2 separate regions of the Zea mays genome follow, and region 1 is linked to region 2. A link is a contact called in public Hi-C data. All regions are on one chromosome and are shown on one strand. The core of a region is the stretch at or near the end of the contact, and the rest is flanking DNA. Distances in the headings are between cores, read along the strand shown.

What was found. A called contact is a pair of places that touch in the nucleus more often than the background predicts.
Region 1: a Hi-C map of endosperm shows a contact between it and region 2, with 3 times the contacts expected there. The contact joins the promoter of LOC100278491 here to the promoter of LOC100282246 in region 2. A contact is called at or near these places in 2 of 25 Hi-C or Micro-C datasets (endosperm and leaf).

The regions. Positions count from the first base shown.
Region 1 is chr8:139,030,544-139,033,352 of Zm-B73-REFERENCE-NAM-5.0, reverse strand. It overlaps LOC100278491, which reads right to left and starts at 1,387. Exons shown (of 1, transcript NM_001151753.2): 1 at 172-1,387. The coding sequence starts at 1,349. The coding sequence ends at 372. It overlaps LOC100501664 (putative cytochrome P450 superfamily protein), which reads right to left. Exons shown (of 4, transcript NM_001196342.2): 2 at 2,779-2,809; 3 at 2,601-2,693; 4 at 1,911-2,490. The coding sequence ends at 2,077.
Region 2 is chr8:138,670,034-138,672,759 of Zm-B73-REFERENCE-NAM-5.0, reverse strand. LOC100282246 (copper ion binding) reads right to left here and starts at 1,269. Exons shown (of 2, transcript NM_001155158.2): 1 at 1,089-1,269; 2 at 1-296. The coding sequence starts at 282. LOC100280256 (Ankyrin-1) reads left to right here and starts at 1,311. Exons shown (of 13, transcript NM_001361035.1): 1 at 1,311-1,440; 2 at 1,545-1,607; 3 at 1,710-1,883; 4 at 2,077-2,208; 5 at 2,324-2,463. The coding sequence starts at 1,413.

The DNA of each region.
Region 1 (2,809 bases), core at 138-2,637, 360 kb before region 2:
CCCAGACCCTTGTCATCGTTCAAATTCAGTTGGATATTTCTTTTTTGTTTTGTTTTGTTTTGTTTTGGAGTACAAAGTGTAAACTTATGACAGGATTCCAATTATTGTTGTTGTCTCAGGTCAAAGGTGGGATACCACCAGCAAAGGAACATTACCCTGACAGAGGATGATAAAGGATGCTAGTGCGGAGTACCACTAGATAGAGCAGCGATGCATGTAGGTCTACCATTTACACAAATGCATGGGGAGAGAAACCAGCCGCTGAACTGGTGGATTTCAGGATCCATTTACAAAAGACTGACGATCAGCAGCTACAAGGAACATGGGTCAGTAGCTGAACGACCTAGATGCATCCTAACCATACAGACTGGTCAGTGGTGGATTGCATGATGATCTGTAGCAGATGCACGCTGCGCTTGCAGCACCTTGTCAACCTTGGCAAGAAGATGTTGCATTTCTCCCACAAGACTGAGACTGTCCACGGCCGGCTTTGCATTCGCTTCTTGAGGTGACTTGGCTTTAGACGACAAGGACAAGATCATCTTCCCAAGATTGTTCCTAATATCTGTGAGAGGGAGCTTTGGAAGAGGCGTGATGGGAGGGAGATCCTGGACGCTCGGTGCTGCAAATGCGCCGCCAAGAGTCGCGGCACAGCTCAAGGCGCTCTCTGCTTGAGCCCTGGTGGCGAACACCACGCGCGCGGTGTGCTTGTTCTTGTCTTGGGTGATGCTGGTCTCGGAGTCGATCACAAAGCCAAACCTGCTGAAAGTGGAGAGGAGGTCCTCCCTGGAGGGCAGCGGAGTTCCCTCTGCCAAGTCCAGCACAAGTGCCACAGGATTCCCGACATAGCTGTGCTGCCCAACGGTCTTCATCGTCTTTCTCTTCCTCTTCTTGGCCAAGGACGATCCGTCGTCTGGGCCTGCATTAAGGTTGAGCATCATCTTGCGGCCAACACCAGCAGCTGATGGAGGCTTGCTGACACCATCGTCTTGGGAGGCACCGCCCGCGGCAGCATGGGAATCGGGATGGTCGTCGACGAAAATGCTGTTCCTGTTCCTGCTATCCATGGCCATGAAACGGAGGGCTGCCGCTTCCATCCCCTTACCCTGCCCGAGCGCTGAGGCTCGGAGAGTGGGGAGCACCTCCGCGCCGGAGACATGGGGTTGCCCCTCCTCTCGCTGCTTCTGGCTGCCGGCGGCCTTCTTTTCTTGGAGGACGCCTGTGTCGGTATAGGGAGGGGAGAGGTACCTGCTTCTCTTGCGCTCTCTCTTGGTGACGGCCAGGGCTGCCTCGTCCACGGCCGGATGGATCAGCTGGCTCTGGCTGCCGCCGCTCCCCTCCATAGCCATGGAAACGGGCGGCACGCGGCAGCTGGGGCGGCCACGGGCGACGGGACGGGGCGGGACGTGGCAGGACAAGAGTGAAGTCACCGCAGTTGAGTGCAGGGCGGGACCCGCCACTGTTTGATCGAGTTTTAGGCCTTGATCGTTTGTGTCGGATCGCATCCGGAATTGTTCCAGTTAAGGGCTTGTTCGGTTATTTCCAAAACACATGGATTAGATGGGATTGGAAAAAATTGAGAAGAAGTTTGACTTATTTGAGATTCAAACTCATCCAATCTCACTCAATCCACATGGATTGAGAGCTAACCAAACATGCCCTAATTAAAATTTATATAAATTAGAGAATCAATTCGGTTAGGAATCGTTCCGACTCATCAATCCGGCACAACGAACAAGACCTTATGGGGTTAGAATCGGGCTTTGCTTCTCAACCTATTTGTATGAGAATCGTTTATATGAAAATCTCTCAAATCAATATGAATGTACGATTCGTCAAGTCATTGTAAATAGAGAAATCTATCAATTAAGCTCTTTAATAGCCTAAACCGACAAGAGCTCCATAAGAGAGAGAGAGGAATAGAGTACTTCTCTTGATATAACATGCGAGACAATTACATACATAAGGTGGTGAAAATAAAGTACACATCACATCGGTGCTTTGTGGTTGCATTGTGGTTTAGGGTTACAGAAGATATATACTAGTTTCCTCTGGTAGCTAGTGCATGCTTAATCATCATATGCGTGCGAGGTGAATGGGGCATCCGTTTCTGAGCCTGGGAAACATTGCCCACTTCTCAAGGCTGGGGTCGTCGTCGGCCATCTCCCATCTCCATGTTGTAACAAGGTGGTGCAGAAAAATGAGCATCATGATTTTGGCGAGGTTCATCCCCAGGCAGGTTCTCCCGCCTGCTCCAAACACCAGGAAGCTGTACGGCTGCTTCGTGTGCATGCTATGCCCGCCTTTGAATCTTGAAGGATCAAACATGGTGGGGTTGTGGTAGAGCGTCGCATCGTAGTGTAGGGCCCTCGCATCAATGTTCACAATCCACCCCTTGTGGATGTGGAACCCTGCGACCTGGCAGTCCTCGAGTGCTACCCTTGGAAACCAGGAAACTATGCTCGCCATCCTCAATGATTCTTTAACCGTCTGCATGCAAATTAATGCAATAAGCAGCAAGAATTAATAACATTTAATTAATTTCCAGCTTGCTGATAGAGATGCATATGTATGTTGTGGATCGGACGACGGACAGACACCATGTATGCAAGCTCCATGCTGTTGAGATGTTGGAGGAGATCATGATCTGCCTCCTCCTGCTGCTGCTGCTGCTTCAGCTCCAGCTGAACTGACTGCATCAACAACAGATTCGGATTATTCGACATTTATCTGGTCTGGTGTGGGTGGACTACTGATGATGATTATTGACCCACCCACCCTCAAGGTTTCTTGGAAGACTTTGTTGTCA
Region 2 (2,726 bases), core at 20-2,519:
CAGGACGGAACGAATGGCTTCCACCTCCGGCATTGTGGCCGGGGGTGGCGGGGGAGCAGGGGTCACTGGCAGAAACATAGGGGGAGGCTGCAGAGGCCACCCAGGAGCAGTAGCAAGGCTTGTCGTCTTTGGTTCTCTCGGGAATTCCAGGGGCTCTTCATGTGGCTGGACGGTGGGCTTCTTCTTAGGCTTGGGCTTCCTGGCTTTCCGTTTTACCTTCTCGTCATCACGAGCAAGCTGGTCAATGAGCTTGGTGCTAATCTGGATTGTGTAGTCACCCATTGCAGAGATATGGCCTGCACCAATAGCAAGTGTATCAATGGGCACATGCACCTTTCTAGAATGCTGATAATTGCAACCAAAATGTGGATTGTTGAATGGTAGGTGTGTTTTCACTGGATTTGTACTTGGTTAGAAGCACATCAAACACACAACGGTTTCACTATAAGTGATTGGGTGCACACCCGTTTTTTTGGCAAAAATCCAATCCAAGTTAGCAGTGGGCATGGGAAAATTCTACATGTGCACCACGTAAATAAACTTTAATTATTAGATCGGATCCAAATACAAACAGGAGTGTGTTACGCAACCCATTACGCTCTATGAGAGAGCGTGATCTCGCCTGCCCCACCACCGGCCAGCGGCTCCATTGAGCCAGCCGAGCCGCCCACCATACCACCTCCGCCCTCCTCTAATCCCAATCGAAGAGCAAGCTCCACGCCTTCGCCTGCCCAGCTCAATCAAATGTCCAGCGACGCCCGATCGGCGGTGCCCCGCCGTCTCGCTCGCTGACAGTCGAACCACCACCACCGCTGGGCCCCCTTCCCCTTCTAAGGCCACCGGGTATGGAGTCCCCCGGGAATCCAAGCCCCAAGCCCCTAATCCCGAAACCCTAACCGGTGAGCTCGTCTCCGGCGACGACGGTAGAGTAGGAAGGTACGGGCCACGAGGTCTCGTCCGAATGCGGCGGCGCGCGTTTCGCGATCCGTCGCTCAATAGAGTTTGCGATGCGAATAGCTTAGGCTAGGGTTTGGGTGCTCGGTTTCGCACAGCAGGAACGGGGGGAGTACAGCAGAGGATGGGCGTACCTGGCGGGTGCTCGTCGCCGAAGAAGACTTCCCACGACTTCCTGGCACCTGGCGGCGGCGGTCGGCGCGCGCGAGAGAAGGGCGGACGCCGGAGGATGGATACGAGGAAAAGGGAAAGAATAGAGGAGGCACAGGTTGACCACGGCAGGGGCACAGGGCTCCGATAAAGAGGCCCGGCCCGGCCCGGCCCGGCCTGAGTCCACTCTTCTTCTGCCTTCCCGACTCTACCTGACTTCGCCCGCTCTGAGAAATTCACTCTCACCACCACCGCGCCGCCTCCACTCCCCCCACCCCCGGTCTGAAACCCAAGCTTCCGCTTCTCTCATGGCCGACGCCACCGCCGCCCTCTCAGGTACGTAGCTTTTACTGGATCCAACAAAAACAACCCCCGCTTCTCGCTCTCTCTCAGTTTGGTTAACTCCCCCCTCCCCCTCTTGGAATTGGATACCTTGGCAGCTCGGAGCAAGGTGCAGGCTTTCCTGGAGGCTGCGCGCGCCGGCGACCTCCAATCCCTCAAGAGTACGTCCCGGTCCGATTTCAAGATTCGATTGTCCTCCTCCATTAAATCAACTCCTCACCGCCACCGTATTTGCCATCTTCGCACCCGGTGCTGATTTGCAGACCTCGTCGCGGCGCTCGACGAGGACGGCACGGGCGCCGCCTCCGTCGCCGCCGCCGTGCGCGACGCCAACAAGCGCACCGCCCTCCACTTCGCGGCGATCGGATGTCGCACCGACGTCTGTGAATTCCTCATCGGCGAGCTCGGCCTCCCTGTCGACCCAAAGGACGATGATGGTTGGTACCTTCCAGAGTACCAGACTAATACCACATTTGCACTTTGCTTTGCTTTTCATCTATAATGTCTGTATATACTGCACTAAACTGCATCCCAATGGCCAATACAACACAAACACCATCAGTATGCGATATGCCTAGTGTAGTATCATGCGTTGTACCATCTCATCTGTATACTCCTCATCCTCCCCAGGCGAAACTCCGCTCATCCATGCGACACGCCAGGGCCATCTGGACACTGTCAAGTATCTTCTCGACCATGGAGCTGATCCTTCGGTGGCCACCAGCCTAGGAGCCACAGCGCTACACCATGCTGCAGGCATAGGTACCATAACATTACATGCATGGCCTCTGTGTGCTCGCCCCCTTCCGCACCACCGCCACTCCATCAGTCAATAATCACCAAATCATGTATACCAACATCTCTTTTTCTTGAGCAGGGAACACGGAACTCATGAAGCTTCTCCTCTCCAAGGGAGTTGACGTCGAGTCAGAAAGTGATGCTGGCACTCCCCTTGTGTGGGCTGCTGGTCATGGCAACCAGGATGCTGTCAAACTTCTGCTTCAACACAATGCTAAGGTACCGTACCTCTTACATGTAGTATATAGTATGAATCTCAGTTTTTTATTGTTTTTTCAAAACATCCTGTCTACATATTCAGTTTAGCATGAAGCATTAGGCTAGCTCAGCTTTGTAACGCTTCGGATGCTGTCTATTCACCTCATTACTTATCTCCATGACCATTTGAACCAACGACTACAAAAAACATGCAGCAATAATCTCTTTCTTTCCTTTTTTGTGTTTGGTTCAGAGAACAATAGAAGAGGCCCTTAGTTCGCTAC